Regions from separate parts of the Mus musculus genome. Here regions 2 and 3 are each linked to region 1. The links are chromatin contacts, called in public HiChIP or PLAC-seq and promoter capture Hi-C maps. All regions are on one chromosome and are shown on one strand. Each heading gives the region's core, a stretch centred on a gene start, on an enhancer-like site or on the middle of the called end of the contact. The rest is flanking DNA. Distances are from core to core; before and after follow the strand shown. Region 1 holds the start of Rasgef1b (RasGEF domain family, member 1B). Region 2 overlaps A930011G23Rik (RIKEN cDNA A930011G23 gene). Region 3 overlaps A930011G23Rik (RIKEN cDNA A930011G23 gene).

Evidence for each region. Promoter capture Hi-C pulls out the DNA fragments that hold promoters and counts their contacts. HiChIP or PLAC-seq counts read pairs in DNA pulled down with a chosen protein or histone mark.
Region 2: a contact with region 1 is called in an H3K4me3 HiChIP or PLAC-seq map of embryonic limb bud, with 8 times the contacts expected there. The contact joins the enhancer-like site here to the promoter of Rasgef1b in region 1. A contact is called at or near these places in 11 of 39 promoter capture datasets (the 3T3-L1 cell line, the HPC-7 cell line, cranial neural crest and 5 more), 4 of 484 Hi-C or Micro-C datasets (Sertoli cells, bone marrow-derived macrophages, embryonic fibroblasts and 1 more), 19 of 115 datasets of contacts at active chromatin or transcription factors (bone marrow-derived macrophages, craniofacial prominence, embryonic basal ganglia and 13 more) and 4 of 9 other capture datasets (adipose tissue, liver, macrophages and 1 more).
Region 3: a contact with region 1 is called in a promoter capture Hi-C map of liver, with 7 times the contacts expected there. The contact joins the enhancer-like site here to the promoter of Rasgef1b in region 1. A contact is called at or near these places in 15 of 39 promoter capture datasets (the 3T3-L1 cell line, the HPC-7 cell line, cranial neural crest and 8 more), 1 of 15 datasets of contacts at CTCF or cohesin (the NIH/3T3 cell line), 13 of 484 Hi-C or Micro-C datasets (the HL-1 cell line, Th2 cells, bone marrow-derived macrophages and 6 more), 19 of 115 datasets of contacts at active chromatin or transcription factors (bone marrow-derived macrophages, cardiomyocytes, craniofacial prominence and 14 more) and 3 of 9 other capture datasets (adipose tissue, liver and macrophages).

The regions. Positions count from the first base shown.
Region 1 is chr5:99,250,613-99,255,702 of GRCm38.p6, forward strand. Rasgef1b (RasGEF domain family, member 1B) reads right to left here and starts at 2,315. Exons shown (of 14, transcript NM_181318.4): 1 at 2,102-2,315.
Region 2 is chr5:99,557,615-99,562,704 of GRCm38.p6, forward strand. It overlaps A930011G23Rik (RIKEN cDNA A930011G23 gene), which reads right to left. Exons shown (of 4, transcript NR_030692.1): 2 at 1,278-1,331. Among named protein-coding and RNA genes, the nearest start is that of Gm35253, 49 kb to the left of the region's middle. Within about 2 kb of position 2,402, at least 6 of the 459 cell types and tissues checked have an H3K27ac peak or open chromatin away from gene starts, as enhancers often do.
Region 3 is chr5:99,523,991-99,529,080 of GRCm38.p6, forward strand. All of the region lies in intron 2 of A930011G23Rik (RIKEN cDNA A930011G23 gene), which reads right to left. Among named protein-coding and RNA genes, the nearest start is that of Gm35253, 16 kb to the left of the region's middle. Within about 2 kb of position 3,186, at least 21 of the 459 cell types and tissues checked have an H3K27ac peak or open chromatin away from gene starts, as enhancers often do. A contact at or near this core is called in intestinal villus epithelium and liver, where this site is marked.

The sequences.
Region 1 (5,090 bases), core at 1,065-3,564:
CCCACATCACTCTCTGTTCTCTTACCCACCTTCTTCCCTCCAGAGGAATAATTTTTACCTGGTTCATTTGGCCTATGGTGCTCTAATAAACAGTGAAGTTAATGTTACAAGAATGAGATATTAATGACATTACAGGAGTATTATGCTGAGCAATGACCACAGCGATATTCAGCTATCTATACTTCAGGGTACACTAGATTAGATGCTGACGCTAGAGAATGGCAATGCAGATGCATCCCGCTGAGGACCTTCCCACAAGGCCAGGTCCAAAGTGTGGTAGCACAGACACCTCGGGCAGCATGACAGGAAAGCTGAAAAGCTGAAATAAGGAAGTCCTAGGCCAGGATCCTTAGTAGCCAGAAGGGCTGGCACCTCCAGGAAAACAAAGGCTTGCCTGACACAGGAGAGCGACTTGCTCACCAGAGGCTGATGTTATCTCACGTGCCAGCAAATCTGCCTGAAAGGGAAAAGCAGCCAGGGCTGTTGCTGAGCCCTGACTTCTGTCAAAAAATGCCCTGGGTCCTCAGTAACTCAAACATTGCTCCCTGCCCCAAACAAAACTGTCCTTAGTGCATAACACTGTTTAACTGGCTGTCATTTATTTTCTCTGCATCCTCAACAGCCAAACATTTTTTACTATTATTATTCCCTTTAAGAAATCAATTCTTCGTGCACTTTGAACCTCACATGACCGGTTCTCTCCTCCTAAATCTTCAAATCAGCTACACACTATCTTCTCTTTTTAAATCTCCTTGTTTAATCCTCTTCGCATTGGCTGACCACCCTGGTCACAACTATGTCCAATTAAAGCAGTCATCACATGCCACGCTCCAGCTACTGCACTCATGAGGAGTCATTATTCACCATCTGAGTCTGACTGCGCCAGACATCAGTCAAGAGCTCGATAACCTTATTCCTGGATTCTTCCCCGCTTTATCCTCCCAGCTCAAGACCCGTCCTCCCAGTGAGACACTGTCAGGGCTAAATATAGCTCTACGCACACCAGCAGTTCCAGGCCATTGTCACATGGCGCTGCTGACGAAGGACTCCTTGGAGACGCGTTCACCCAAACATACATACACAAGTATGCGTGCATATTTATCCATATACACCATACGCCCCGAATCCATCTGCAAACGGGCACATTTACATTCACAAGAGAAAACTGCAGCCCAGATGCTCTCCTAGCGCCCTTTACCACGCTGTGCGAGAGAACACCTCGCCGCACTGTCAGTGCCTTAGCCACAGTGCTTCGCCTGAACTGAACCAATTTGGATGGGGTAAGGTGGCAAGGAATAGTCAAATCACACGCACACTCAGAGAGAGAGACAGAGAGACAGAGACAGAGCGATAGAGCGAGAGAGCGAGAGAGAACACCTCCGTTTCCGCGTTTGCCCTTTTCTCTAGTACAGTGCTGCTGAAGTTATTCCCGGGGCTCTCCAATAAAGAGGAGCCTCCCTCACGCACTCAGCCCACGAGGCTACCAGGTACCCCGGGCCACGTTATTATCACCCAGGCTAGTGTCCGAAGGCAACTCACCTGGGTCACAAAGCAAAACAAAAAACAGGCTACTTGTTCAAGTTTGCATACGAGCCTGGGGAACACACAAGTCCTGTTTCCCTGACTGTTCCTGGGAGTCAGACCTTAAATTATAAGGAAACTGCAGCAAAAAATAAACAACAGCCTGAACACTCTCAAGCACCCTAGGAAACTAGCCAAAAAGTACATGGAAACAACCCTAGGTATGCACAAGAAGCTGAGAGGGAAAGCAAAAAGGATGAACGAGACTCCAACTCAGACAAACCCTCAATATCTAAGATCTCCAAACAGAAGGCCTGGCCGGGGCGAGGCGCAGCACAGCGTCCCCAGATCCCCGGGTCCCCGGGTCGTCAGTGCTCAGCCCCGCACCTGTTGGGAGCGCGGCAGCCCGGGGCACGGAAGCAGCAGGCGCGAGAACTCCTAGTTCTGTGGCTCTGCCAATGCTCGCCAGCCGAGGATCTCCCGCCACGCCGGGGCGCACTGGACAGCCGGCGCCGTTCCGGAGCAGCGCCGGCGCAGCCCGCTCCCGCCATCCCGCCGCGGGGTCCCCTGGAGCACCTACCCGCACACAGCTCGGAGCCTCTGCCTCCTGGCTGCCGTACCGAGGCGCCCCAAAAGGCGAGCTCAGGACCGGGAAGGGTCGAACGCCAGAAGAAAGGGAAAACCCGCCGATCCAGTCGGGGTCCTTGTTTATACTGAAACTCCAGCCCGAGCCGCGCACACCCCCTTGCTGGGGAAATGCCCGCCTCCTGCCGCAGGCCACGCCCCCGCCCGCCGCAGGCCACGCCCATCCTGCGCTGGCCAATCGTGGCGCAGCTCTCCGCCCACGCCGCCCTGCAGCGGGCGCTCGGGGACTTGCCAGGGTTCCGCGGGTAGGGACTCCCGTGACGCTGCGGCCGTACCCACCCACGCTGCAGAGGCTGGCTTGCTGGCGCAGCGGGTCTCCGCAGCCTGGGCAGGGCCCACTCCGGCGCGCGTTTCCTCCTTCGTGTCGCTGCCCGCGGCTGTTTGTGCACTCATGTGTCGCCGAGTGTGTATTCATTTGCCTTGTGTGCTCTACCTGTAAATACCGGCTCGACTCGTTGTACAGTATCTATTATCATAATTATGAGCTGAAGGTTACTGTCCGTGTAACTTTCGGAGGAGATCTGAGAGGAACCACGAAGCACTTGCTGAGTGTTGGGTATTGTAATAAACGCTGGGGGCACACTGGTGGCCGCAACCGGCTGGTCCCAGAAGCTTACTGGCTCCTGGAGGGCAAACGCTAAATAAACTGCTATTCAATCCACATGTAAAATTACAGGTGTTAGAACTTTCGCAAAGGAAAGGAAGATACTCTAGTGTGTAAGGCTGGTCCTCGGTGAAGGTTGTTTTTATCATTGTAGACAGCTACTTAATTGAATCAGCCATTGAATACCTGATAACTATTTTAGAAAAGAAAAAAATAAATATAGAGGTAAGAACTCAATACTCTCCTACGCGTGATAGAAAGGTAAGGGAAGAAGTTGAAATAAAGATACCTTACCCATGGGGGGAAATGCACAAGATTTGGAGACTTTGCAGCTGTGACCCTGAGTATGAAAAGCAGGCTTTGTAAGCTTCCGTTCATACATAAACACTGTAGGACCATCCCATAGACTGTAATTGGCCTTATTAACATGGAGCAACACGGTTCCTCCTCTAAGGTCCCTGCATCTTCTCTCTGGGATGGAAAGAGCCTCTTTTAACCTAACGTTCATGTTCCTTGGCTGGTCTTGGCTGGTCCCTGTCTCTCTCATACTTCCTGCTTCACTATCCTACGCATATTCTACAGATGCTTCTCCTTAAGCCCCGCAGTTTATTCTAAAAACCCTGAGCCTTTTGTTTATCTCTGGTGTCTGTTCTGTGAAGGAGAATGGGTCCACACAAGGAGCCGACTTCCATCCTGAGTCAATTAACAAGTAGACCATATGACACTGGGCAAAGCACACTCTTCCTGCTCACATAGCAAGAAACTAAAAGGGCTGAACTAAACCAGTATTTCTTAGTAGTGCCACCAGAAAAGCCCTTTGTAACATCTGTGAGCTCTCAAGACTGCTGAGAAGGCAACCCAGACAGCTGCCTTTTTACTTCCTGAAGTCTTTGCTGCTAAGCAAAAGATGAAATGTTCACTTTAGAATCTAAAAATGTAAAGCAGATACCACTATGATATTGACACTGTTTTACCTTATTCTGGTTGGCCTTTCAGGGTCCTTCTAGCTCCAATGTGAAAACTATTAGTTGTGGATACACCTTAGGAGCCAGCATTCCTAACCATAGCCCTGTGTCTATCACACAGACACCTGTGAAACCCTCCTCAAGGCACTGTAGGCCTCTGAACCCCTGTATACTCACACGGTGAATGGAAAGAACTGAATTCGTCAACTTCTCACACACACACACACACACACACACACACACACACACACACACACACACACACACATGTGTTTAACATAAAAATGCAAATATTAGTAAACTCAACAGTCATGTTGAGGCAAATCAAGTCTTCAGAGTAGAATCCCATTCCAGCACTGAATGATAGTGACCTGTGTTGCACTTCCACCACACAGGGACTGTATAGCTATGTAAGGAAGGGTTGTTTGTCCTATGCCTCTTCTAATACTCAGGCGTGCAAAAGTGCAAATATCATCATGAATGGTACAAGTCCAACTTCCTTTCTTTTTTGGCACTTTCATTTCCAAAGAAAAATCCCAGCTTACATCATGCTATAGTCAGAGTATTTTTCAACCCACCTTTTCAGAACAATGATGCTATTGATTGACGGGTCCCATGAGTTATTTACGTAGATGTCAATGTGCAATCTCTACTGATATGTTTTCTTCAGCTTGTGATGTTATAAATAGTTCACTTTGTTTTATTTATTATTGTTGTGTGTGTGCATAATGTGTGTGTGAGAGCCATTGTCTGTGCACGTACACACATACACGCACACGCACACGTGCACACGCACACTTACGCATGCACACACTACAGCATGGGTGTGGAAGCCTGAAGACAACTTTTGGAAGTTCCGCTCTGAGTTCCAGGAATGGAACACAAGGGTCAGGTTTCCATAGCAAGTGCTTTTAACTGCTGAGTCATCATGGTGACCCAACATACATGTTTTTAGCTTTCTTTCTTCTCTCTTTTAGATTTATTTACGTGTGTGTGTGTGTGTGTGTGTGTGTGTGTGTGTACATGAGTATGGGTCCCTGCAAAGACCAAAAAGACTCCATGCCCTGGAGCTAGTATTACAGGGCTGTGAGCAGTAAGCGGCCTGATGTGGCTGATGGAATTTAAACTCCTGTCCTTTGCAAAATCAACAATCTCTCTTAAACACGGAGCCATCTCTCCAGCCTTCTGTTTTTTGATAATCTATCCATGTTAGCATATATCGCTGTCATCAACACATTCTTACCCACTGTTGAATGGTTTACCATATCTGTGCTACATCTGATTGTGTTATGTTTAATCAATAACAAAGCCACAAGAGGCAGGTACCATTACTTACACTGTGACAAGAAGGAATG
Region 2 (5,090 bases), core at 1,152-3,651, 310 kb after region 1:
AGTAGCAAGAAACAGAACCCGTTACCTTCCAAAAGCAAATCCCCACACTCTGTGCTCCTAGAATCAACCATAGCAGTGCCCTATCAGAAGTGATAAGGAAAATATTAGCCTGGGAGTGAGATAGGAGGGGATTTGGCAGAAAGCACATGAGCTGGTCTACACTTAAACAAGCAGGTTGACATCATAGGAGGCAGGTGCTGGCTAGGCCAAGAGATTCTAATTCTTTGACTTGTCGCACTAGGGAACAACCAGGCTCATAAAGATCACTGTCAGTAGAGGACAGAGGTCCATCTATAAATAATATCAAAGCTAGTCCCACCCTGGGAAAAAGGTGAACCTAGCAAGCCTTAAAGTCTCTTTGTTCACTGAGATCTGTGGTCCTAAAAATAACATATGGTTCTCATCCCCCAGCAGTTCACAACTTGCTGCAGAGAATAAGGCAAACACAGCAGAACTCGGGAAAGATAAATCATTAAAAAAAAAAAAATCTATCAGAGTAATAAAAGGGAGTGGGTCCTCACTCTCCCCCTAAAGATAAATACCTCTCCCTACCTCCTTACCAAGCAATATTAAAGACAGAAATCACACCACACAAAAATGTATGAAAAGGCAAGTAACACGTTAGCCATTAGTCAAGTCTTCATGCACCTGCCCTCCCTTATCAATTGATAGTGGCAAAGAATTTATTTGAGTTGTCTAGACTGTGAAATCGCTTCTCCTCCTCTACCAGAAGGACAGGATCTAGTTAAATCGGAGATTAAAGAGGTGGATCAAAGTGACCCCTGGCCCTCAAAGCCAGGAATTAGCCACGACGCCGTGATGGCAGGCAGGCTGCAGGCGTGACCTGTCAGTTGTGGGTGAAGCTAATCCTTTTGCAAAGCATGGTAAGCCTTCTCAAACCCGTGACACTAAACCAGACTTCTATGCTGCAGGACCACTGTCCACAAGGCGAAGTCATTTGGCTACCATTATGCTTGCAATCTAAGACACCTGTAGTTCACTTTACACCACAGGCCTGCGCTTCCTGGTGCCCATCTTGTATAATAAAATATCAGATGATAGCAATATGGAAATATAGGAAGTCATGTTTCTCTATAATAAAATGTGTTAAACAACGATCCCCACATCCTTACGATGATGCCTCCATTTCATACCCTAAAAGATGTTCACAGTATACCATCACCACCCTCAGAGACCACAGCTTCCCAAACACCAGTGATCCTGAGGCAGGCGGTCATCCGAGACTCTGCTGCGCTTCTCACATGCCCTCTCCTTACCTTACTGTAGTCGGATGAGGACTTCTCACCAGCCAGTGTGCTAAAGATGGTGCCCTGTAAGACAGGAAAGCAGAGACACATCAGGTCTCTTCAGAGTGGAAGATGTCACCTTCGCTCTGGCTTCTGGTCCTTGCCACAGATTTCCCTGCATTATTATGTGTCTATCCTTGGCATTTCCAAGGCCACTACCCCAGGTTAGTCCGTTCATTACAGGCAAATGAGGAAATGACTCTCACCTTCATTTTCTTAGACAAAAAGTCAAATGATAATGTCTTTGAAGTGACTTTCATTGTGACCCTGAGCTCTGGAGTAGAGCCTTTTCCTAAGTAAGAGAAAGAGTCTTCATAATGGTTCTCCGGGCTCAGCATCTCCCACTATTTTTATTTCCACACTCTTCCTGTGGCTGACCTCTCGCCTGTACATCTTGGTATGTGTATTTTCTTGGCATGATGTGCCACTTACCAGGCTTTCTAGGATCCAGTGTTGTGTGTGGATTTACATATAAGGCGGTTCTTCTTAAACTATCTCACAAACACACACACACACACACACACACACACACACACACGTAGCCATTGCTAGCCACACAAATGGCTCAGGGTTGTAATCTGCTCCACTTAAGCGCAAAGCTAACGTTCATTTCTAATGATTAAATATCTCCTTTGTAGCCTGTTCTTCTGAGGCAGGCAATAGTGAAAGAAAGTGTCCAATGACCATGTAAGGATAAGTGCAAGATTAATAACAGGAGCGGCTGAGCACCATGTGCCATGGCTCCCTTCTGGGAGTCTCTGTTGGAGGGCAGACTTCACATAATAACCCCACAAAGTGAAGTTCAGGGAAAGGAAGGGAGAAAGGAGAAAGAACTCCTACCTAATGGTAAACCCGCTCTTTAGCCCTCAGATTTTGACTGCTGTCCACTTGTGTGGCTAATCCACAGAATTTTTCTGCATCAGGTCTTTGAACACTCAGGGACAGATGAATCTCTGTTGCAGAGAGGAGAGGGGTATGTTACCCTCCACAGGATGACCCGCTGCCCTTCTGAATTCTATTTCCCTGGGGCCAATAATATCCTTTTGTCTGCTTCAATTGTAACACGAGCCTGTCTTGAGACATTTCCAAACATTTCCTGGGGACAAAACTTCCCCTAGCTGAAAGCAACAGGTCAGACCTCTAACTGAGCTTGTAGAAGTGACCCTGAATTCCATGCGTTGCAAAGAGATTTCCCCCAGGAAACAGAAATCTGGTGGCAGAATTCCTCTGCCCACCACTGAATTCAAGTGTCAGTCTCTATTCTAATGAGGAGGCAGGATCTGAGGAAGGCCTGAATTCCAGCTGCCAAAGACTCCAAGTGGGGCCATCTCAAGAACCACAGCTACATCTTTAACTAAGCCCAAGATATCCCAGCAGATCTGGCAAGGTAGCTCCCTGGCTCAACACTCTTATGGCACCAGCCTGGCAAACTGAGGAGGGAAATGCCCAGATACCACAGCAGGAGGAGAGCACTGACTTCTGAAAGTTGCCCTCTGACCTCTACACATGAGCTATGGCAGCCATGTACCCAAACTTGCACCCATCTCACACACACACACACACACACACACATACACACACACACACACACACACACACACCAACATACACACTCTGGGAAGAGCAATTTAGAACATGTCTTTATATGTCTGGGGTATGCACACATGCACACGTTTGGGTGTGTATATGCACTTTGCATGTTTGGGGTATGCACACATTTGGGTGTGTATATGCACATTGCATGTCTGGGGTATGCACACGTTTGGGTGTGTATATGCACATTGCATGTCTGGGGTATGCACACGTTTGGGTGTGTATATGCACATTGCATGTCTGGGGTATGCACACATTTGGGTGTGTATATGCACATTGGTGCATGTGCATTCAGAGGTCAGAGGTCAGGTGTTTTCCTCATTTGGTCACCATGATGTCGTTCAGGATGGGGTCTCTTTAATTTGGAGCTCACAAGTTCAGCTAGCTGGGGGGCCAATGAGCTGCGGAGATCTGCCTAGCTCAGCCTCAACAAGCTCTGGGTTGACTGACTGCGCCACCGAACCCAGGTTTTACATGGGTGCTGGCGATCCAAACTTAGATTCTTGAGCTGTATGGCGATTGTGTTACAGACTGAGCCATCTCTAAAGACCCGAGGGATATCTGAAACTTCAGACCTGAGTGCCATAATCCCAGGAGAAATGACCCACAAAATTAAACAATACCATTCATTCCCTTTCTTTAGAGCAATCCCAGGTGAAATGCACTAGGAGAAGAAAAGAGTCAGAAGCAGACAAAAAGAGCTTCACACATAAAAACGGATACATCCGGCTACAAATGTTGCATTTGCAAAAAGAACCTGAACCAAAGGACAAAGCACAGTAAAGTCTGAACACCTGGGAGGAATGGCCCTGTCCGTGACAGTCCCCAGCCTTCATTTAGGGACTCTCTAAGGAGATTTTACTTATACACTTGGTCAATTTCATGCCATTCCCTTCAAAAGACTTGCAGTGGCATCCAGTTTCCTAATGGCAACTATTGTGAATGACTCTGGGTAGGTCTTCTGAACCTTCCCATAACGTGCTCGGCTTAATTACTGAAATGGAAGACTCAAAGCCTGGTAACTGGGCACACTGTGACCTTCTTGACTATTGCATCAATATTTTTTTCTACGAAAGGAGAAACTCCTAATGAGTCACCACCATGAACGTTTGTATTAGGGCTGTGTTTATCACATTACACAGGGCACAGCCAAGCAAGGTATCTTTTTAAAATCCCCAGCTTCAAAACCTTATTCTTGAGATGACCTGCATGGGCTGGACAGTACCTGATGTTGACAATTAATTTCCCCAAATACGCTTAGAAAGTAAAACCCTGCCTTTGTGTATTTATATGCTGATTCCCAAAATGCCTCTTATAGGATCTCTGTTTTTAGCATTAGGATTTGACTCGCAAAGGGCTTGCGGGTGGAGCCCGTTATAGGAAAGGACACTGGAAATTTCCTGCTTGTTCTTCATTAGTCTCATATATCTTAAAGGAAATAAATTTACCAGATCTACCTCCCCCCCCCAAAAAAAATCCAGACATTTGTGGTATCCTTTTCTCTTAAAAAAAAAATAATAAATTCAAAAGCAGGTTTTGATAGGAGGAAAGCAAAGAGACTTGGGTCATGAGGGCATTGGGCACTCACGGTAAAGGAAAACCATCTGGGGGCACAGGGGTCACAGTGTAGACGCTCTACAAAGCAAACTGTGAAATGGAAATTACAGGCAAGGGGTATTCTTGGTGTGTGTAGTAGGGGATGGTCACAGGATAGAGTGGAGGACAGCCATCAGCTTCAGTGCAGGCTCACCAAAGGTCTCAGCCAACCTCATAGGAAGCTCTGAAGATAGGAGATACCCAGTGGGAACACGGAACTCAAAGCGCTGCCCCAGAAAGAGATAAGAGTGTGCTGGGTCACAAGACTCTTTCCATCCAAGAGTGAGAGTCCTCCACTGGCCAGAGCGAGGAGATCAGTCTGGAACGTGGCTGAGCCTGCTATATTACACTCTATTTTAACACACCCTTACCTAGGACAGGCCTTGCTTGTAACCTATTTAAACATGACTTCTTACTGTAGAATAACATTTGCTGGTCTTTTGTAACGTCTTGGACAAACTATCAAGTGGGCCACCTACCCAGGAGCCTAAGCCCTAACCCTTGGCTTCCTAACATGGCTCCTTGTTGATCTTGGGCCTTTAATTCAACACGCCGAAACGAGAAACCCTATGTCCTTTTTCTTCCAGTGCCAAT
Region 3 (5,090 bases), core at 1,936-4,435, 270 kb after region 1:
AACCTTCCCAGGACCAAAGGCCTCTGCTAAAGCACCTCTTATAAACTTGTACATTCAAAACACAGCACCTCAAAGGAAGTAATAAAAAAATAAAAAAATAAAAAAGAGCCCCTGACGGCTCCCTTGTTTCCCCCAGAACTACAGGCCCTCTCAAGGTCAGCAACTCTTTTTACTTTAATTTCCCTTTTCTTTTTCTGCTTAAATAATGGAACTCTGACTTCCATATTAGCACTCTTAGAAGAAACACAAGGTAAGAGTTTTTCTCTGCCTCAGAAGAGCTCTGTCTGCCGCCCTGCCAAGGTCTTTAGCTGAGGGACAGAGGCCCCCAAATATCACAGAATTTAATCAACTTTGAGTATTAATCTTACCTAAATATTAATCTCAAAAGATTCACAGAAATATCCAGAATATACATAAGCAAATATATATATTGGTACTGGCTACTCTTGCAGAAGACCTGAGTTCAACTCCTAGCATATACAAGGCCACTCACACCTGTCTTTTAGTCCAAGCCCAGGCGATTCAGTGTCCTCTCCTGACCTCTGTGGGCACCGGGCATGTACATAATACACAGCCATCCATGCAGGCAAAACACCCCCACACAAAATAAATAAATAAAACACTGTATCTCCTACTCCTGCTAGATCTGCATTCTTATATCTACTTTGACATAATAAAAATATTCCCAAAGGTCCTTTGTGTGCTTGCGACGGGTGGTAGGGCAGGCGGGTCTCCCGTTTCTGGTCTCCCTAAGTGCCTGATGGTCTCTGGTGGGCAACAGTGTTGCCTGTTCACTCCCTGAGACTCTCCAGCATGTCAGGCAGGTGACATCTTACCTTGAAGACTCCTATTCAGTTTTAAATTTTATCAAACACTTTGAGATAAATCTTTCTTACATAACCAACTTTGGAAACCACTGGCACACTGAAAATAATCGCACACAGCCTCTTCCTGTCAAAAGCCAAACAAAAAACAAAGAACAAAAAGCACAAAAACAAAACAAAAAAATTAACAAAGATCTTGCTGCTTCGAACTGCTTATGAAAGAGGAGATAATGGGCCAAGACACACTGAATTACTTCTTGTTCTGTCAATCATCCTTTCCCACGAACCTCTGAACCCATTCACTAAGACTTCATTTGCCCAACTGTCCTTTACGGAGCCCATTGAAAGACACATGAGATAGAGCAACTAAGAAAACTCACTTTGAAGTTCACTTCCATGCACCCTTTAAGGGCATCTGGATATAGTCTCTGGGAACAACTTGCAAAGCCCTCTGAGAACATGGATCAGGGTGGTTGTGAAGGAAAATTAACCTCCGAGCAATATCTCACTTTGAGACTTAAGTCAGAGTTCAAACTCATTGGGATACCCGCCACCCCATTGGCTTTTTAAAATTCAAGTTGTCAAATAAGATTCACCTAATCATATATACAGCATTCTTATCTGGGTATTGCTAGTTAAATGACTATCACAGCAGCTAAAGCTTAGAAGAACAGAGCAATGGTCATCACTTAAAGGTCTGTGGAGGGAGAGAGAACGGAGAGAAAAACCTAATAAATGTGACTGTAAATAATTGTATATTTATTAGTGAACCACTGAATGGGCTCAGCAGTGTTTCAGTGTGAATCCACATTCCTCTGCATTTGCCTGAGTCTCTGTCTGGATCTCTATGTTCTCTCCCTGGAGGAGAGGGACATGCAATGTGAGCCTTTCCTCCTTGTTTTCTTAGAAGACTGACCCGGAGGATGCTCAAGGAGCCAGAACCTTGAGTGGTGCACTCACCAAGGACACCATGAAGTTAAAGCACCATGCTCACACATCAGAATGTTAACCTGATATACAGTCTTACCACCGACCTACCATCTGCTTTCCCAAGATAAGAAAGGCTGTGTCTCAAGAACCATTTCCAAGGCTGTGTCTGCATTCCTGAGAGCTAAGCAATGATCTAATTATATTATTATTACTCACTTAGTTTATTTTGGTTTTGTTTTAATTTTCGGGGTAAGCAGATTGGAAAGTAGGGGGACGAGTGATCACACTGTCTATTGTTTCCTGAAAGATCTCACTGTAGTCTGTTTCCCAGGGATGTGGTAATAATGGCTGCCCCACAGATCAGGGCAAAGAAAAGAGTAAAGACAGAAATCCGATTTTTCATAAGTAGGGGTTAGAGAGATGGCTCGGGCAGCTGAAGGCACTTGCTAATCTTGTAGACGAACCACATTTGGTTCTTAGAACCAACATGGAGGCTCAAAACTGTCTGTGACTCCAGGTGTGGGTGATTGGGTGCTGCCTTCTGTCCTCTGCGTGCACAGGGCACACAGAGGATATGCGTACAACATCCATGCAGGCACGTGTACATATGACAAAAAAATAAATCTTTATAAAGGAAGATATTCACAAATGAGCCTAGGTGTGTGGTATGCCAACCCTGTTCTTTCTCTTCCAATGTGATTCCTGGAAGAAACTAATTTGTCCATGATACATCTGTCCACTGTGGCTCTCGAAGGCCTTCTTTCCTGGACTTGGGTCATCACTGATCGACTAGGCTAAATATTCCGTCCAAAGCATCCACCCAGGCTTGAAACCAGGAGTCTCTCGACAAAGCTCAGCACTAATAACTTCAGGGTTGACAGACAGTCCACCACATGTTCTAGCCAGCAAAGGAAGATGGCCCCAAAGGAAATGAAGCCACTGAGCTGGAATCAGAGACCTGAAAATCCCAATGTCTACTCCTAGTCCCTTTCTGAAGCTGGACTACCTTCCCAACTCTCAGACCCATTCCTGGTGTCTTAGAAACAAGCCATGGTTGTTCATTAAACCTCTTGGAGTTAATTTCTACTCCCTTCAGCCCAGCCCCCATGCTGATACCACGAGGGTTTATTTTGGTTTGGGGAAGGATAAGGAGCCACACTGTCGCCTTTCTGGTCAGACACAGTCGTTGTAGAAATTACCTCTTTCCCATGGAGTCCTCTGAGCCGAGACTGGAATTTGGTACATTAGTCATACCTACATTCCACCATCTCTGTCACCTTCTTTACGGAGCAAAGTCCTGCATGAGTGGTGTTCTGAACAAATACATTGTTTGACAGGAGGCAGCCATGCCAAGGATCTAGGCCTTGAACTTAGGGGAAGTTGGCAAAGCTTTTCTCCTAGGTGAGGCTACAAAAGACAACGCCCTCTTCAGTCCCAAGCATGAGTGTTTACAAACGACTGACCAGTATGAGCTACAAGAACAACTGCAGAGGCCTCCTCCCAGATGTGCTGTGCAGAACAAACAGTCCGAGGTTCTCAGTCACTGAGGTGGCTGGTGCCGCCTTACCAGAGTGCACACAGTCCTTGTGTCTGTCCTTTCTTCAGATCCTCGACGCCCTTAGACAGGATCCCAGGACCAAACTCTGTGGGATGAGCTCTCTTCTAACTACAGCAAGCTGAAATGCACTAATCTTGAATGTAAAAAAAAAAAAAAGTATATACAACATTCTCTTTGCTAGAGCCTAGCAGATGTGCAGCTGGCCTCTGAGACGTGTATTTTTTTTAATAGGCCATAAAAGGATATCATCCCCGTTGATGGGATTCTGTAGCCTCCTGGGGGAGGAGTTGCACATCATGAATATGTAAGAAGAGAAAGAATGAGCATGAGGAATGCTTGCTGACTTCTTAATTTCATTTTTATTCCCATTTTCCTTCTTAATCTCCTTGTGCAGAGCGAAAACCCACACTGGTTCATTACCTATCTCTCCATCTCTACCACAAGTCCATGTCCATTCTGTCTGCCAATCCCATGGCACTTCCTGATCTCCCAATGCATCCACACATATGTCTATAATATTATATTCTAAACACATCATTTGATGTGCATTTTACCTCTCTCTCTCCCTCCCTTCCCCTCTCCTCCCTCCATCCCCCTCCCCTTCTTCCCCCTCCCTCTCTATCTCTTCCTCCCCTCACTATGTCCCCCTTCCCCTGTCCCTTCTATGTCCCCTTCATAACCACCAGGCTATATATTTCAAGAGGCTGGGACTCACTGCTATAGCCCCAGTGCCTCCATCATATGGACGGGTCCAGATCCATGCAACAGATCTTTTATATTTCCGGCTTCTATTTCCTTGACTAACTGTGACTGGTGCAGAAATTAACAGATTACAGAGACAACGAGGCCTGATATTAGGGGTCAGAGTTTATTGTCCCCAGGCATTTCTTTCCTAGCCTTTCTGTTCCGTGATTTTACAAGTAGCCATACAGACTAATGGGAACCTCAGAACCTTTCAGCACATCTAACCAACACTTCAAGTTTTCTCCAAGTTCTTCAAGAATGGTTTTCTAGATTGAATAAAAGTATACTCTTAATTCAAACCTCCATTCGACTATCTTCTTTCTTTGGAATGTTTTGGGACTTCCCTTTATTCCTGTTTTTCCCTTTATATATCTTGTGACATGGCATTTATTTATCTAGCCAATAACTTCAGTCATGAATGCCAATAAAACTTTGTTATAGCAACTTGAATATGGATACAATCTCTAAGACCTTTTTTTACTCTTTAACATTAAAATTGTTTTCGTCCTGTTTGCCACAGTCTCCCCATATCATCTTCCTTTGATCCAGAACCAGGGGTGTGACTTGGTGGTGTGCGCTTTGTGTATACAGGCCCTGGGTTCAATGGTCAGGACCTAGAGAAGACTGTGCAGCACAAGGGTGAGCCCGTTGCTCTGCTGGAATGTTCTCTCCTCTGGGCGTTTGTGCTCTTCACTTCCCAGGCCATGCCTGATCTTATGAGAGTTTGTGACCTTGTCTTTTGGGATTACGTTTTGTCAGCTCTCCTTCCCGCTCTCCTGCATTTCCTGACTCAATCCTACCTTCAAAGCTTCTGCCCTGGATGTGACAGCCATTTCTAGTTCATAGGCAGAGTGCCCCTTTTCTTGTGTGTGTGTGTGTGTGTGTGTGTGTGTGTGTGTGTGTGCATGTATGTATGTGTATGCGTGTATGTTATATGCATGTATGTGTATATGTGTGTATGTGTGTGCATGTAAGTATATATGTGTGCATGTATGTGTATATGTGTATGTGTATATGCATGTATGTGTATATGT